2 separate regions of the Drosophila melanogaster genome follow, and region 2 is linked to region 1. A link is a contact called in public Hi-C data. All regions are on one chromosome and are shown on one strand. The core of a region is the stretch at or near the end of the contact, and the rest is flanking DNA. Distances in the headings are between cores, read along the strand shown. Region 1 overlaps Shal (Shaker cognate l). Region 2 has its middle 5.6 kb from the start of CG32457.

Region 1 (5,851 bases), core at 1,662-4,161:
GACACTGATATTAAATCGGTGAAAATTTTATCTGGGAGCCAGTGAAAGTCATCCATTTTTCCGTGTGCATCCCAACTAAATGCCACCCACCACCCGCAAATACTCATTATGTGTTATGACCTTGCAGAAAGCTCGCCTGGCGCGCATCCGCATTGCCAAGGCCTCGTCCGGAGCCGCCTTTGTTAGCAAGAAGAAGGCCGCCGAGGCCCGGTGGGCTGCCCAGGAGTCGGGCATCGAGCTGGATGACAACTATCGGGACGAGGACATCTTCGAGCTGCAGCACCATCATTTGCTGCGATGTCTGGAGAAGACAACGGTGCGTATACGCAATGTGCGAGGCAGCTTTGTCCTTCGCTGTGCAGCTATCTCTATCTCTCTGTATACATACTCGTACATGTGATATACGTATTATTGTCACTCGATTGCGCGCTCAGTGTTTTTGAACTTATGATTTGAACTTATCATTTCTTACTACCTCTCGAATCACACTCTGTCTCTATACATTTTTCGTTTCTACTCCGTGACAGATGTAGCAACATTTGAACATCTCAGTTGTAGTCAGAAATTGTAAGGTTTGCCACGAGCTCATTAGGAAAGCAATGACAACGGCATCAACGAGAGCGACACCCACAGCCAAAAAAACATCAACGGTGGCGACAGCAATATCAGCAAGTGGCAGGACGAAGGATATGTTGTTGGGCGTTTTAGAACTGACGCGTCTTCTCATAAATCAAAATAATAGTCAAAAATCGCAGAAAGCCAAGAGAAAAAGAAACTGAACTGAAATGCGAATATTCAGCATCTTTTGTATGTGCATTTTGTTAAGCGTTTTAGTTTTATCGATTTATTTGAATATGTTTTCTGTACATTATTATGGTATTTATCGTTTTTGTGTGCGATCTGTTGTATTTCGTTCTAAGTTATATATTCTAAGTTCACCATTTGTGTCATGTTTTTCACACGATCTGAGCCCGAAACTGGCTTCGAAAATAAGCAAATATAAAACATAGAAATAAAAAGCAATGAATATCAATGTCTATGCTCTGAAAAAAAGCGAATATAAATAAATTCGCCAAAGTAAGTGCTTTCGGTTTGTATTTAAGTTCCGTTCTTTCTTCAATCTTTCTCTAACCCCTCTCCCTCCATCTCTCTCTCTCTCTCTTTATACCTTTCTCGTTCTATCTAACCTCGTTCATGTTTACGCGTTGTACTTAATTTTTATGATTTCCAATTTTCAATTTTAATTTCTTCTTTGTTGATTGTCGATTGTTTTTTGTTGATTTCAAATACCCTCTGGCATTAGAGAACGATTCGTGTTGAATGCTATGCGCTGTATTCTGTTTTAAGTTCCTCGAATAGGTCATTACCGAACAGAATCGGTTCGAACAATATGCGAATGCTCCCCCACATGCTATCAAGAAATTTCCAAAACGCCCATTTAGCCATATGCAATCGATTGCTGTCAACAAACAGGCCAGAAACCATATCAAAATCTAAACATTTTAAATGCCCAAAGGGGCTCATCAAGTGAGGCGAAGTATCGGCACGAACAATTCAAAGTCACTAAGTGGATATGAAAACCCCATTAAAGCACACAATTTGTAAGGCCTAATTTATCGAGAGTAAATTCCCATTTTCCATTAAATGGCTCAGCATTAACTATTTTTTTATGAGCACAATTCATATTCCATTCAAAATAGTTCTTGGCCAGCTCACTGTGCTATTTTCGAAGACAAAAATTTGTTTAAAAGTTAGGAAAACAACACTATTGTTTAAGAATAATGAAAACATGGACAGAAAATAATATGGATGGTAATGGAGTTTTTTTAAGGAAAAACTTGTTATGCAATTATAAATACTGCAGTTTTTAAACAAATCTAAATAAATTAATAAGTTTCAGAATTGTCATATCAGCTTTTACTAATATGAATTAAAATGTTTAATGTACTATACACTTAATAGAATTGACAAAACTTTTCAGTGATTCTCACTCTGCTTTCATAATCGATTATTATGCACCATTACCATCTTTATTTTGTATGTGTGCTAGTCATAACCATAAGCAATTTCACTTGATGAGCTCTTAAATTCTCTACTAAAAGCAGCAAATCAATAAAACAGCGTTTTGTCATAAATCGAGAATCGGTTAGAAGCGGCCATAAATGTGGTCGCGTTTTGAGCCAAAGTCGCACTCGAATGTCGCTGGCTGGCGCTTGCTTTCCATTCGTACCGCTCTGCCACGCCCCCGCCACCGCCCATGCCCACCGAACCGCCCCGCATTTACCGCTCTCGTTCTGCTAAGTGACTGCCCGCCCGCTGCCTCGCCCCCTGGCTGTTTCGATAAAAAGTTTGTTCTCATAGTGTTTTCGTACAATTGTCATTGCTTAGGAGCCGCAAAATAAGAAAAACAAAAAAACAAAACAAGAAAATCACCCAATTTCCCATTAACAAATTGTAGCGTTCAAATGTTTATAACTTGCCCCCCCCCTTACATAAACCAGCTTAATGTTTTAATTGTTGTTTAAACTCGAAGGGGCTAAAAACGCTCGCTCTTCCCCTTTCTCCTCACCCCCTCCACCTTTCCAAGTATTTGTTTATGCGTATGTACTTGAACCCAATTCTTAAGTCCTGTGTTTTGTGTGTGTAAAACCCCGCTCCCCCTCCCAAGATTTCTATATTGTAAAATTGTTGAAAAAAAAGAAAAGAAAAGAAAAACATTGTACTCTATGTATTCTTCGTTTCTCTTTGTAAAATTCTTCTCTGGCTGTACCTCTCAATGCTCAAAAACCGCAGGATCGAGAATTTGTCGAGTTAGAAATACCGTTTAACGGCCAGCCCAAGAGGCCGGGCTCCCCGTCCCCGATGGCCAGTCCCGCCCACTCGACAAACAGTGCCGCCGGCCTGCTGCAGTCCTGCTGCGGCCGATGCTGCTCCCAGCGCTACCAGGTAAGCTATACGCCCCCACATACCCTGTACGGAGAGAGAAGTGCGGAAGTTACCGCCGTCCGGCACTCGAGGGGTTGAGTGCCCCCAGCAGGTGGGTCCAAAACCGCTTTCCGTAACCCCTCTCTCTTTATTAGTACTATATACCGTTTGTGTGTGTTGACTTTGTTGCCTCTGTTGGTCTTGTACTCTTGTAAATTTTCACATCTCACCTTCGGAAGAACTAAAACATCCTCGAGGATATCACTTGGGGGCATCTTAGGGAAATTAACATGATTTTGGTGCCCCTAGTCATTAAACTTTCATTATAAAATTCATTTCTAAATTCATTTCAATGTACTATAAATACTCAGGTCGGATAAATGCAGATGGTAATCATGACAAAACTAAATATATCGGTGCTCCTCTAGGATATGCACTTTTCCTATGTCAAATATATAGTGTTTTACATCAAAAAGTATGCTATGAGTCTTGCACTTACAGATTTAGTAAGGGTGTAGATGCTATGTAGAATGTATGGTGTAAATATCAGTCAAAAATGTAACTTCTTTCCGAAAATGTTGATAATATATTAAACAAAATGTTGTAAATATAAATTCTTTAAGTGCAGTCAAATATATGGAGCTCTTTATTGTATTAAAATGTATATAGTAACGTAATTTGATTCAAATGTAAAATAAACAATGTCCTTTCCTTTATATATACATATATTTTATATTTCTTTAAAATATTTATATACGAGACAGCAAAATCGTAGAATATATATTCAAATTTCTCAGTGCGCATCCTTAAGAATGTTTTGAGTCTGATAGGAGGCTGGAATCTTGATCCAGCTTCTGTTTTAGTTTTAGGCACATCATGCTATTCTGGAGCTATCATTAATCATGTAAACTCTGACCCCGAGCCTTTATATTACCGCTTTCTGGTCTGTTCTCGTTTCTATTTAGGCCTGCGGCAAGTACATGCCGGCTGCCAGCAATGCTCAGAATAGCCAAAACAATCAGCCCATGGATGGCACCTACCTGGTGGAGGCCTCGTTCTGAGCCGGCGGCAGCAGGTTGGCGTCGAGATGCACATCCTCGGCCAGGGAGGCAGTCACATCCCAATCCAGATCGAGATGATTTACGTTTACGTTTAGTCTAACTTAAAAAGTTTTTAAACTAAATTGAATTCGTTTTGTAGACATGTCGTGTGTGTTTAGTCGCCAAATATAAAAATTGATGGACCCGAGGAATATCTGAAGCCGAAATACAACTGTAATCTCTAAAATCTGATTTTCGAGTTTAACGAGCAAAATATTTAATTAAATGCAAGCACTTGCAGACTCAAATGAAAGCAACGCCGAATGTGTAATGTATTGTATGATGAAGGGCACATTAAAATAAAACAAGTAACAAATGAAGTATGTAAAAGTGCCCAACCCAGATTCTGCGGCGGCAAAGTCGGATTTGATTAGCGAGGACCCGTTAATGAAAAAAACCCAAATATTAATTATAAAAATATGCAACACTATTTACTTTATTTAGGTGACAAGACAACAACAGCAAACAACAGAAACCGAAGCATTTTAGAGGAATTTACTGTGTATGTTTTAATAACGTGAACATAAAGTAGCATAGCAGGCGAAATAGTTTGAAGAAAGTACTAAAGAGATTTAGCTAATAATAGGATCTATAACTGACGAGAAGGGCAGAGTCCAAAAACCAATTGAACAAAATCCGAACACAATAAGGAACATTTTAATAGCAAACGATTTGTGTGTAGCCAGGAAACGAACAAGGAACGAAAGTTTGCTAGAAAATTATGAAGATATTAATACGAATTCGTGTATTTTTTAAGTGGTCCGTAGTTTAGTAGGTATGATCTTCATCCCCTACTCCCCTTTTTTTTCTCATCGACAATGATCTCTTAGTCAGCATTAACGCATTTGTGTGACAACCTCATTTTCCCCTAAAAAACTATGTATATGTGTGTACAGCAAAGAGGTTTCAGTTCGTCATTCAACATTTCCCATCCTTTTTCCGAAGTACTCCAAAGTGAACTAATCAAAATCTATTGAAAAACTAAAAATTACAAACTTTCTTCCAAGAACTAAGTTAGCGAGAAAACTATTTAAATGTATATGTGTGTGTAGGAAAGGCTTTAACGAATTGGAACATTAACTAACTAAATGAACTCTTAGCAAATTCTAACAGAAACTTAAAGTATATTAATTAATTCTAAATTAAAATCAAACATTTAAAATTAGTTCAAGTAAACAACTTAAAAAAAAAACAATAACATAAATATGGAGCTTGTATGTATGTATGATAAATTTATTATGATTACTCGAATTATTATTATTAGTCCGGCGATGAATACGATAATAGTGTTGCCCGTTTGTTTCTAACTCTCTAAGTTGCCTAATAATTTCCCAAAAGATAACAAGCTAAACTAACAAAACTCACAGCTTTTGTTTATCAAAACGAAGTTGTGCATAAAACGCTTAAGATGCGATTATGATTAGATCGGAGATTTACGAAAACCACATCAAGAAGACAAACTAAAATTTGGTTACTTAAACCAACTCTTGTAGCGATATTCTAAAAGAAAACCAAAACTATCAGATAAACGAAAGTCGGGGTCGAAACCCAAATCCGATGGAGGAAGACGACATTTCTCTTTTGATTTTTAGTGATATGTAATTCGAATTGAGGTACAGCAAAAACAAATACTCTGCCACGGGTCTCTGAGAATGAAAAAGCTAAAGATTAATAATGAATAAAATAAAGAAATCTGTTTACTTCCACCATACATGCGAATACTCCTCATCTATGTAGGTTCTAGAACGTACATAGATATTACGGTGACCCATCTGGTAAGTTAACAATTTGGATATGAAAACAAACAACAAGATTTTGGGATAACA
Region 2 (5,851 bases), core at 1,415-3,914, 3.4 Mb before region 1:
CGTTCCAATTAAATAATTTGTTTAAAGAGGAACAAGAATAACACGGGGCAAGGAAAATAAGAAAAATGCAAAAGACTGGGACTCACTACTCAATTTTAAAGACAATATAAATGTATTAAAGAAGAGAATTATAAGTCTATGTCATATATGTATGTATACGCATGTATGTATATGAACAGTTCATGGCCACTTATATAACTAGCGTAAAACAACTTTTGTGCCTACTGGTTTGTATTATAGATTTACAGTTTATTTATGATATAAAATGAAAGAAATATAAAACCTAGAAATTGCTTTTCACCTGGGGTCTTTATAACTTATATTCTTAGGTGTCGATTTTTCCTACGACTGTTTGAAATACATGATTTGCGAAAAAATAAAAGAGGCTATCCAACCGATTGGCCTCAGAGTGCTGTTCAGGGTTGGGTTGTATAAATACATATATGAGACATAGTTTTAATTTACTGTTTCAAGAGAAGTCAGCCTTTGTCGAACAGCAATAACAAGATTTAAACAGAAGGATCTACATTTTTATCGACAACGGCATCCAACAGAGCAATGTCGTTTTTTACCCATTTGTCGTAGAATACAAGGGTATGCAAGGTTCGTTGAAAATTATCTAAAGGGTAGAAAGAGCGGTTCCAACAAAAAAAAGTGTACACTATCTTGATCTGTATAACTTGCCGAGTCGATCCGGACATGTCCGTCCGCTGGTCGTGATCTCGGAAACTATAAAGGCTAGAACGTTGATATTAATGCTTAATATTATTATTCGTTTACTATACGTCAAAATCTGTCGATACTACATGTCTTCAATGTGTTAGTATAAGTTCCTTGCTTTTTTATGTTTATCTCCGTAATGCCTTTTGGGTATATCAATCGATTTGGTAAGCGCTGAAGGTGTAGAGGATTCAGCATCGATGTGGATGAAAATTCTTCCGGTTTCTTGAGCCCAGAAGATAGCAAAGTGTTATTATTGCCGGGCAGAGATAAAGGGGCTGACGTCAACGGCTGAATCGTAGGGACTGCCAAGACTTTTGGGGTTACCTCTCCCTTGGTTGCTGTTCTGGTTATCATATGACTGCTATAAGCGCCTAGGATAATGATAACAAACACTGTGATGGCCTGCATTGAGTGCTTAAAGCTGTTCGATGACTGATTAAAATCTATTTAATATACTAGTTTTAGCCGCCGTCTTCTGTATACCAGCAATAGCTTCCTTCTATAACTAACTTCATAATGTCCAATTCTACGAATTACACCAAAACACATGTTTAAATATCAATAGATGGAAAAACAGCTTCTTTGAAGCTGTTCTCGTCTTAAACAATACTAGTATTAACGATATTGCGACGATACATTTTTAAATGCTTTTGGAAAAATAAAATAAAAGAGAATGCTTTAATCGACTTCCCCGACTATCAGATGCCCATTACTCAGAAAGTTTGAATGCAAACGCGAAATTTCATAATTTTTCTGGTATATCAATAGATCTTGGTGAATAAAATTAAATTAAATTAAATTGCCGTAGCAATATAAGGCGCCTTGTAGGTGTTAGAGTGGGAGTGGCAACTTGCGCTGCGTCTGTGTCTCTAGAATCTGTATGCAGAATCTCAACCTTCTAGCTTTTATAGTTCTAGACGTTCATACGGACAGACGGACATGGCCAGATAGACTTGGCTATTAATCCTGAATATATATAATTTATAGGGTTGGAAACGACTGTTACATACGTTTTAAAGAGTCGAATATACCCTTTTACTCAACAAGTAACATAAAATTTTCAAAGGTCGTGACCGTTTCGGAAGTTTTATATATGTATTCTAGTTCATATAGCTCCTGAGATCTCCACGTTCATACGGAGGGACAGAGCGTGTACTTGATTACCTTACTTACTACTACACAAACATTGAGAGTAGGGCCAGAAACAATTCAATTTGTCCCATTTCTGCAGCCTAAATTAAATTTCGAACTAAGAACTTGTACTAAGTACAAGCTCAGGCAAACGCACTTTTATTACCACCAACCTAAGAAAGTGAAATTCATTTGTGAATTCATTTAGTTGTTGAGCTAATAAGCTTAGCTATTTTTATATCCGTTACTCGTAGAGTACCTAGATTCTTTGAAAAGTATGTAACAGGTAGAAGGAAGCGTTTCTGACTATATAAAGTATATATATTCTTGATCAGGAACAATAGACGAGTCAAATTAGCCATGTCCGTTTGTCCGTATGACCGTCGAGATCTCAGGAACTATAATAACTAGAAGGTTGAGATTAAAATTCTAGAGACATAGACGCGTAAGTTTGTTGATCCAAGTGGCCACGCTCACTCTAACACCCTCAAAGCTCACAAAACTGCCACTCCCACACTTTTAAAAAAGGTGTTGATATTTTTTCTTATTTTTATTAGTCTTGTAAATTTTTATCGATTAGCAACAAAAATAAAATGGAATATGGAAAATGTATCAGCATATAATAATGTATGTATTAGCATATTAGCACTTTAATTTAATTTCCGTGATAGGATTGATAGGATCTCCACAAAAAAAACCGACTATGGGACTAACGGACGACAGAACAACAAGGACAAACAATGACCCCCCACCCAACATACAATTCCTACCAAAGATCAGTTAACAGAAAATGTGATCCCTACAAGTATGCTACACTTTGCACAACGTAGACCCTCTGACGACTCATGGATCCCCTAGAGAAATTTACTCAGATGTATAAAGCATTATACATTTTAATTTTAAACATAAAATGTAAAATGTAAATGTAAAATTTGTTCTGAACACGTGCATAAATATAAACATACTAATTTAAATTGTTTTAAACACGATTTTGAATTTGTGGCCCTAAATGTAAAATTAATTTAGCCTCTTCTGTGAAAAATTATTATTAACATTATTGGAGGGCATTACAGTGAGGGTACTTCAGTCAATTCAAAGGACGGCATTAATGGTGGCGCTGGCTGCGATCTTGCTGCTACTTGGTCTTGAGGAGCTTCTTTTCCTATCCTTTCTTAGACATCTTGGCTATCACTGGGCTGGATTTTTGTACAAATTAAATTACTGGCTTCCACCAGCCATTTTCGGTATTAGAAAATGTTTGGGCTACAGCACAAGCACAACACATACCCTCTAGTGGTTGGCACTTTAGTTAGAAATAAATATTCACAACATCAAAATACAAATAAAAGAACACTTTAAAAAGATATTTACTTAAACCATAAAAATTAAAACTACTCGCAGAATTCAAAACTCAAACACCGAACTACAAGCTCCTGGAGAACTTCATTAAAATACTTATTAGAAAACTACCAATACAATTATTTACTATTTTGGCTCATCATGATATCACAGAATTAAGTGACCATCAACCATATGGCTGCATACTTTAAAGAAACCGGATGCTAAATTGCAAAGATGGAGAGCCAAATTAAACGAATGCCACTTTAAAATCGATTATATTAATATATAATATATTATATTAATTAATTAATATTAAAGAGAGAATTCAGCTTCCGATGCATTATCGAGAATTAAAATTAAAATTTATTAAACAAAATTTTAAATAGAAAATTTACCATTTATATTGAGAGCGGCAAAGATTTTAAAATTATTTAAAGTGCACGCAGAGAAATTATTATGCAATTTGGCTAAAACAGAACATAGAAAAACCAAAAGGCCTTTTAAAATCACACCTAACAAATTTGTGGTAGATATTGGTCGAATCATATTTATATTCATTCATATTTCATTCATTTGAGGAGAACATTACATCAGTTTCATTTAAATTTATTGTAAATTCACTGCATTTGAGAAAATTAAAACAAAGTACTAGATAGAATGCAGAAACGCATTAATGCAATCAATTAGATAAACCCAAATTATTAAAGGCAGACAGAGACGATGCTTTCCCCAGCTTAACTATAAAGCGATAGCTTGAAGCAGAAGGAATCGAATTTCAATTTAACACGGCAAAAGATCGGTGTAGCAGACGTCAAAATAAAACAATATCATTTATATATATTACAATATCAATAATCCGAATAATCAATTCATCTGATGACGAATAAGTACAATTAAGCAAAACAGAAACAATCCTTTTCGCATGCAACCATTACTCGGTTACTCGTTTAGTAAAAGGATATACTACATTCTTAGTATGTAACTGTCGTTTCCGACCCTCGGGGAACTCGACTATAGCATTCTCTTTTGTTTTTGACTCGACTCACGGTCCTACCGGTTGTATTGATATAAGCAAAGGATAAATCGCAGAACTCTTGGAAATAAAATTTTTCAATGAGGAAGTGTCACTAAAGCATTGAACTGGAAAGAATTTTCATCTACCAGTGGGGCAGCTAAAAGTAAGCTTAATCCGGGAGCTGGGAGCGTCGGTACCCGGTAGCCGTTAGTCGTGAACTGGCTGCCCGGCTTTGACTTTAGGGCTGTCTGAGGGAAGCGGAAATAACTGTCATTAAGCTGCAAGGACAAAAACTTTGGCATTCTCCTTGGCTTACATTTCATCAGCACTAATGATAAGAAAACAATTCAGCCACGTAAAAAAGGAGTAAAAAAAAAGCGACTAAACGTGAATACCAGGACACCAGACAAGGACACGTCTTTGGCTGCAGCTGCTTAGCCGGCATAATTATTGTAATAAGCAGAAAAATTACAATTTTCAACTTGCGATGACAACACCACTTGTCATTTACTCCCGTCCCGTTCAGCACTGCATTGAAACATTTTGTAATTTGCATTTAATTAGGGATTTTGTACAGCAGCTGCCGTAGCAAGAAATAGAGCTGCTGTAGCGGGATCTCCAGGTGTTCTCTTTTTGGCTTGTTTAGCCAAGTGTATTTGCATGGGGTGACGATGGCTTAAAGTCACTCAAAGGATTTGCAAATAAACCCCTCCCAGGCAAATACGGCTCGGAGAAAGCTGTTCACCACCCAAACATCATTGCGTATGGGCACATTTAATTACGGTACATCTTCCGTTCTTTCCCTATTTGCTTGTTTAACTAGGCCGAGGAGACTAGCTATGTACTAGAGATTCCGATGGGAAACCGCCTGTTGTGAGTGGAAACAGGAAATTAAGTCCTAAGCCGCGTTTCCTACTGAGCTCTTGGGTTGTGAAGGAAATCGGGTTGGAGCCGGTTTCCTGACCTCATGGGCTGTGAACACACTTATGCTGACGGCATAATTGGAGTCATTTGGGTGCAGCATAAGTGAATTTATTTGGCCTAATGGAATTAGGAAGGCTATGGTCACTCTGCTGACCGTTTAGACGCAATAGAGCTTTTCACTAATACATTTAAGACGGTAAACTAATAACCGATGCGTTAGCAGAAAGACGATAACAAAATTCGAATAGATAACTGTTTTTCAGTAAAAGCCTCACTTACCTGGCACCTTGCAACTAAAACAGTTAAGCCCGAAGTAATTTTAGCAGGCAGTGTTTGTTTTAATAGACGGATTAGAAGGCGCTCCACTTCTCCTCAGCACTACGCTGAAAAGATGTATCCTTACAATGGACCTTTATTGTGCGGTCTGTCCTCGACTACTTTTCTCTGTCATGCGGAAAACGTGTGCGGACAACGACCACGAAAGTGACAAAGATTGCTGTCGTAAGTTCAAGGAACACTTCTTGGCACCAATGGTCAAAGAGACCAGCTAAAACCACTGCTTATTACTACGGGTATTAAATGGCGTCGAAAATGGCAGAGGAATCAAAACGGAAACAAAATATCGCTGAAATGCCAATGCGGCAGAAAACAAGGGAGGTATTACATAATAGACGCAATTGAAAAGCAGCGTCAACATGTATGGAACTTGCTAACAAG

Evidence for each region. A called contact is a pair of places that touch in the nucleus more often than the background predicts.
Region 2: a contact with region 1 is called in a Hi-C map of the Kc167 cell line, with 3 times the contacts expected there. A contact is called at or near these places in 3 of 107 Hi-C or Micro-C datasets (the Kc167 cell line and embryo).

The regions. Positions count from the first base shown.
Region 1 is chr3L:19,566,756-19,572,606 of dm6, reverse strand. Shal (Shaker cognate l) reads left to right here. Exons shown (of 7, transcript NM_001104176.2): 5 at 128-316; 6 at 2,794-2,946; 7 at 3,891-5,756. The coding sequence ends at 3,986. Among named protein-coding and RNA genes, the nearest start is that of mir-9a, 4.6 kb to the right of the region's middle.
Region 2 is chr3L:22,979,099-22,984,949 of dm6, reverse strand. No RefSeq gene overlaps it. Among named protein-coding and RNA genes, the nearest start is that of CG32457, 5.6 kb to the left of the region's middle.